Regions from separate parts of the Pan troglodytes genome. Here region 1 is linked to region 2. A link is a contact called in public Hi-C data. All regions are on one chromosome and are shown on one strand. Each heading gives the region's core, a stretch centred on a gene start, on an enhancer-like site or on the middle of the called end of the contact. The rest is flanking DNA. Distances are from core to core; before and after follow the strand shown. Region 1 holds the start of WNT9B (Wnt family member 9B). Region 2 overlaps GOSR2 (golgi SNAP receptor complex member 2).

Region 1 (3,081 bases), core at 451-2,950, 91 kb after region 2:
GGCCAAGAGCACACATAGCAAGTGGCAAGACTGACCCCAGAGTCTGTGCCCTAGTGATGATGACATCCTGCCTGCCAAGGGAACAACCATTCCTTCAAGCCTAAAATCTTCGGAAACAAACAAGTTGTGCACTGCTGTTGGGGTGGATCGCAAAAGGATCAGTCATATCAAGTTCAACCCCTTCTTTGTACAAAAGGAGAAAACGAGGCCCAGAGACTGAGTGGTCTTCCCATGTCATTAGCAAGCTAAGCCCAGAGCTAGGGTCTGGGATGATACCCTCCTCCACAGCCCAGACATGTTTTCACCAGGGGTCATGACCTGGAAATTAGCCCACAGCCCTTACTCCAACCTGTGCAGAACTTCTCAGACCTTTACATACCTCTCCCTGGCTACTTCTTCAAAGCAGCCTCTAGCAGGTCACTTGCTTGGTGTTTTCTTGCCTTTGCTGTATATACTCAGACTGTAAGCCTCCTATTGATTTGGGGTGAAGATTTTAAAAGGAGGCAAGGCTTAAAGTAACAGGCTGTACATATTGGAGTTGGCTTTGGGTGGATGGTGGGAAGGTGCCTTCCTACCCATGATACCCGCCCCCATCCCTCACCAAATCCCTGCAATTCAGGGTCAGAGAAGAAGGGACTTGGAAACAATTGCCCTATAACTTTTGCTCCAAACATTCCCCACATAGTTCCTGTCCGGCTCTCTCCCCAGTGTCACCTACCCCACTGTCCCCCAGGTGTCACCCCCCACTGTGATCCTCCTTTTCCAACCATGTACACACACACACACACACACACACACACACACACACACAGGGCCCTCTCACTCTTTCCAGTGTTCTCCTGAGAAATCACCCCATGCCAGGTCTGAGATGTGGTCGCATTTCCCCAGCGCACGGTTCCTTCCTGCGTCTCCAGCTGGCGCTCTCACCGTCCGAGGTTTCCCCCATTCTCCCTGGACGCGCACGATCCTCTGCCCCGAGACCGGGAACAGCCCGTCCCACCCATCCACCCAGCCCTCTCGGTCTCCGCTCCGCAGGGCGAAGGCGGAGGGTGGGGAAGGAGTCCGAGGCAAGGACGGCTCGCCGGAGGCCAGGATGGCGGCAGACAGGGCACCGGCGTGAGGATCCCGAGAGGGCATCAGAGAGCGGGACTGACGCCTGAACGGGCGGGGCCGGGGCGGACGGGGCCAGGGTCCGAGGCGTGCGCAGAGTCCGAGACCCGGCGGGATGAGGAGAGCGGCGGCTGGGGGGACCAGAGATTCGGACACTGAACAGGGCAATGGATTCGGAGCCGGGGAAGCTGGAGACCGAACTCAGGGCGCGAACTCCGACTGCGAAGTGGGTTGGGTCGCGCCGGGCTAGGGTCTGAGTTCGAGACCTCGGCGGGGCCAAGAACAGCGGGAGGGAAAAATTGGCCCAGCTGTAGCGAAGGAGGGAGAGGCAGGCAGGCCGGGGAGCGGGCGGGGGGCGCGGCGGGCACTGACCCGAAGTAGGAGGCGGCGGCGGCGGGCAGCGCCAGCAGGCAGAGCCCGGCCAGGGCCAGCGCGGGCGGGGGGCGCATGGTGCTGGCGGCGCGGCGCCCTCTAGCATTTCCTCGCGCCGCTCAAGCTCGCAGCTCCGCCACCACCCGCCCGCGGGACTTTAAACCCGGGTGGGGCGGGGCAGGCGGTGCTGGGAAAGGAGGAGATTGGGAGGCTCCCCAGCCCCGGGCGGCGAGCCCCCCGCCCCATTGGCCCCGCCGCTCTCGCCCCGCCCCGTCGCGGGTGGGGCAGCCGCCCCTGGCCCGCCCCCGCCCCGCCCCCATTGCCCCGCCCTCCGGCCCCAGGTGAGCGCTCACCTGGCGCCGCGCCCGCCCGAGGTCGCGGTGGCTGAACGTGAAGCCCCCCGGGCCTGGAGAGGCGGGGAGGAGGGTACGAGGCGGGGACGGAGGAGATTCTGCCTCTCCGGGATGGGGCGGAGGCAAGCGCAATGGCTTCTCCGAGGTAGAGAAGGTGGAGGGGTAGGAGGAGGGACGCATCTGGAGTCGGTGGAAAACCCGGGTCATTGTCCGCCCTCCTGCCGGGCAAGTGCGGTCTCTTCGCCGCAGCCCGCAGACTCAGGGCAGGGCCGGGTCCTGGTGCAGAACCGCTCTCTGGAAGCGGGGGAAATGCATGTCCAATGGCTCAGGGGACCCTGTTGCCAGGCAAAGAGTCTTGGGCAGAGGGGAGAGAGGAAAGGGCGCCCTGTTTTTAAACGGGAGAGTGACTGTCACCGGCGAGGCGCGCAGCGTGGGCCTCCGTGGGCTTTTGACAAAATGCTGCTGATGTTCCCCAGCGCAGAAATCCAAAGCGGACAGTGGGGCAGACAGAGCCCTGCGGGAGGAGGGACCCACTTTCCAAGGTGTGTAGATGCCAGAATCTCTGGTAGATAGGGTGGGAACTTCAAGTGTTGGGCCCCAAAGTTCTGTTTTGCTTATTATTTTGTAAAGTTTAACCCCAATTTCTGCTGCGAAGGTGCAGAGATCAAAGCGGCGGGTGGTACCTGTCTAGAAAGGAGACATACAACCAATGACCCAAGTGAGATTTAAAATGTTTTTGAGAGTCTCGAACACTGGGTCAAATCAAGCAAAACAAAATATAACTTGCAATGAATGTCAAGATCTGCATGTAAAGTTTCCAAAAAATCAGCCATGCATAGGGAACATCAAGTGACCGCGACCTTGGCTTTTCAGTGGACACCAGCATGGTAGGGGGCTGAGAGAGGTGTTGAGAGAGGTGTTGGGAAGATGGTGGCTACCGTGTTAGGTGGCATTAACAGAGGAAGCCCCCACCTCTTTGAGCCTCTTTGAGCTCAGTTTCTCTGTCAAATGAGCGCAGTGATTAGATGATCTGATGATTCCTAACAGCTCTGCCAGCCCTATCAAATCCCATGGTTCTACTTATTGAGGCCACATGGCCCAATGTAATGTGCAGAGACCTGGAGTCAAATCATGTAAGTTATGAGCCCCATATGAAATATGGATGATGAGAAATATCTAACAGGATTTTTGTGCAGGTAAGATGTTAAATGCTGGCCAGGCACGTTGGCTCATGCCTGTAATCCCA
Region 2 (3,297 bases), core at 528-3,027:
CCTCTGGAATCTGCCAAAAGCACTACGGGACTCGGGTCTCATGTCCACCCCAGGAAGGGACGTGGGACAGGTGTTACCCCCATTCTTAGAAAGCTGAGGCTGAGAGGTGTGTGGCCCGTGGTTGCTTCCAGCAGGGCTGGGACTTGAAGCCAGGCTCTGCATCCTGGGCTCAGCGCTCTTACCACAGCCTCCGGCTGCTGTAACCACTGCAAACTGCGGAGGGCTGCTTGTCTCCAACTCCTTCCCTCTGCCCTGAAACAGCTAACATTGGCACTGGACACATGCCAGGGCTCTGGAAGACGGAATAAAGATGAATGTCCCCTCTTGTACTGTCAGCCACTGTCTTCTGAGGAGGTTGGAATACTTCCCTCCTGGGCCTGGCCCAGCCTCTGCCAGCTCTCCAGGAGCCACCATGTCACAGATGCCTGGAAGGAAGGGCCAGTGGAACCACACTAATGGAATTGCTAAGCCAGGAGTCAGCCTCCGAGAGCCCCCTCTTCCTAGATACCCTGCATTAGTCACGCCTGTCCTAGCCTTTAGCTTATCTAGGGTGACCATCAGACCGAGGGATCGCCAGGATTCAGGACTTTCAGCTTTAAAACCCAGACAAGTTGGTCACTCTACTTCTCTCTCCCCAGTCCTGAGTGACAGTTTCCCTCACGGGGCCCCATGCCTCTCCTCTTCTACTGCAGTCATTGCTGTTGTTGAGGCCCTGTGAGCACATGGCTCGTAGCATCAGTGGCCTTGAACCTTCTGGCTTCCTCCTGGCCTGGCTGCAACAGCTTTGCTGGCCCTGCATGGGGGGTGGGCTCAAGTGCTCTCCTGCAGCCGCTTACCCGATGGTGCCTGTGCCTACTACGTGCCCGGGATGCACAAAGGCCCCTGCGGTGAGGAGCAACTCCCATTCCGCAGGAAGCGTGCAGTATGAGAGGTTGTTTGGAGGGGAGGGGCAGGCTTCTTGGAGGTGTCATGGGATTGTGGGGGTGTCTGTGGCACATCTGAGAGGAAACATCTTGTGCAAAGGTGCAGCTGTACTGAGTGTGTGGCATGTTCTGAGAAGACCAAGCAGTCCAGGGAAGACGGAGCACCAGGCAGGGGTGGTGGGGAGGGCTGGGGGCTGCACTGCAGGGGCAGCGAAGAGCTGGCCTGTCACATCAAGGTGCTTTACTCAGCAGAGAGGTGTCAGTTAATGAGGGGCACCCAATGGCCCCAAGGGATCTGGCTCCTTCCGATCCAGAGGGAGAATCAGGCTTCCATCCCTGCCCCTAGTTGGTCTCTGCAAGTGGTTCCCGCGGTGCGGCCAGGGGAAGTGCATGGGGGACGGGCTATCCTTGGGTTGACATTCTTGTATTAGAGCCATCGGCTCCCTACCCCTGGGCATTACAATCGCCTTGGGCAACTCCCAATGCCCCGGCTGCACTCCAGGCCAATTAATAAGAGGGTGAATGGAAGACCCACACATGGGTTTTTAAAGCTCCCGAGGGAATTCCAATGCAGAGCCAAGGTTGGGAACCCTGTGCTAGAGGGACATGGGGATGAGGCGGGGAGGGATGGCTCACAGAGGCTCCATGGTGGGGAACTTACCAACAGCACTTGGGAGCCCAGCACCCCTGAACACTCCTCTCCCATGTGCCTTCCATATGAAATGAAAAGGACACAGAAAATGGGGAAGGAATGACACTTTCCTTTCTCAGCTTCTAAGTACAGCAGGCCTAAGGCAGTGTGTTCAGGGCCCACTAGCCACAGATAGGGCTATGCCGCCCCCTAGGGGCAAGGCCCAAGGACAGCTTTCACTTCAGATTCCCTCTCCTTCCAGTTAGGAAATTATTTCCCAACAGGGAACTTGCCCTATACTATCTGAAGGGTCTGCAGCAAACACCTTATAGCTCTATACTCCATGCCAGCAGGCTGCACCGTCTCAGTCCCCTGCACACCTCTCAATCCCCCCAGACCCCAGCAGAGCACCCCACGAGAAGTGTGGGAGATTAAGTGGGCCCATGGTTCCAAGCTGGATGAGGGGCCAGCTCCTCTCGGACTCCTGTGAGGCCTTCAGAGTCACCACAGCTCAGCCCCTTGTCTGCATAATGAGGATAAATGATGGAGAACATAAGTGAGAGGGTTTCAGATTGGCAGGGATGGAGCCAGGAAAATCCCTGTCTGACCTCCGTGAGGCCTACAGGCAAGCTGTTTATGAAGGGCCTTGGCTTTCCCTTGAGAAAATGTCACCCCCCGGTTGAGACAGTAACAGATGACGTTTCTTTCTTTGCTTTGGCTACTGGAGCTGAAAGTCAAATTAGGGTTCCCCAAACATTTCTTAGGGTGTTACAACGTTTGAGTTCCTTGTCCTGATGTCGACACTCTACACTGACTTGATTTGTTCTTGTGCCTCACTTCTTTGTATCTGTTTCAGTTATTTCCTCAAAGTCTCCTCAAATCTTTTTTGGATTAAGGTAGGATATAAACAGTAAGAATTTATTTTGGACTTAACAAGTTTTGCTCTTTACACCAATGTGATCATCTTTGAGACAGAAGCTTTCTGTCTAGGAGACAGTGGTTCCAAAATACAGACATCAGAATCACCTTAGAGGCCAGGTACAGTGGCTAACACCTGTAACCCTAGAACTTTGGGAGGCCGAAGCAGGCAGATCACTTGAGGCCAGGAGTTTAAGACCAATCTGGTCAACATAGTAAAACCCCGTCTCTACTAAAAAATACAAAAAAAAAAAAAAAAAAAAAAAAAATTAGCCAGACATGGTGGCGCACACTTGTAGTTCCAGCTACTCAGGAGGCTGAGGTACGAGGATCACCTGAAACCAGGAGGCAGAGGATACAGTGAGCCAAGATTGCACCACTGCACTCCAGCCTGGGTGACAGAGCGAGACTGTCTCAAAAATAAAAAATAAAATAAAATCACCTTAGAGATTTAAAAAAGGTTCTAATTCAGATCTGGGGTAGGCCCCAGGAATATGTAATTTTAAAAAGCTTCCCCACTGCTTCTGAAGCAGCCAGCCCAGCCCCTGGCCATGGAGCAGTGTTTGAGAATCTCTGGCCTAGAAACATAAAAAAAAGGGGGCCATTAGTTACAAAAATGAATATCGAATTCCTTTACAAAATGTGATTTTCTAAACAAAATAAACCTCAACTTTATTCAGCTGATGTGCTTCCAAAACAATGGGTGTAAATCCAAATTTGCAAATCAAACCCATTCAAATTCATCAGGGCAAAGGGTGTACAGAACTCCGCAGTGAAGTCTAAAAAATCAAGACTCCTCTAACTTACTTGGTCTTGGAGTTTGGC

Evidence for each region. Hi-C and Micro-C count contacts between places; a contact is called where the count stands out from the background.
Region 1: a Hi-C map of induced pluripotent stem cells shows a contact between it and region 2, with 2.2 times the contacts expected there. The contact joins the promoter of WNT9B here to the enhancer-like site in region 2. A contact is called at or near these places in 3 of 7 Hi-C or Micro-C datasets (induced pluripotent stem cells and stem cell-derived neural progenitor cells).

The regions. Positions count from the first base shown.
Region 1 is chr19:21,164,327-21,167,407 of NHGRI_mPanTro3-v2.0_pri, forward strand. It overlaps WNT9B (Wnt family member 9B), which reads right to left and starts at 1,701. Exons shown (of 4, transcript XM_003315382.4): 1 at 1,483-1,701. The coding sequence starts at 1,559.
Region 2 is chr19:21,073,049-21,076,345 of NHGRI_mPanTro3-v2.0_pri, forward strand. All of the region lies in intron 5 of GOSR2 (golgi SNAP receptor complex member 2), which reads right to left. Among named protein-coding and RNA genes, the nearest start is that of GOSR2, 20 kb to the right of the region's middle. Within about 2 kb of position 1,778, at least 9 of the 24 cell types and tissues checked have an H3K27ac peak or open chromatin away from gene starts, as enhancers often do. A contact at or near this core is called in induced pluripotent stem cells, where this site is marked.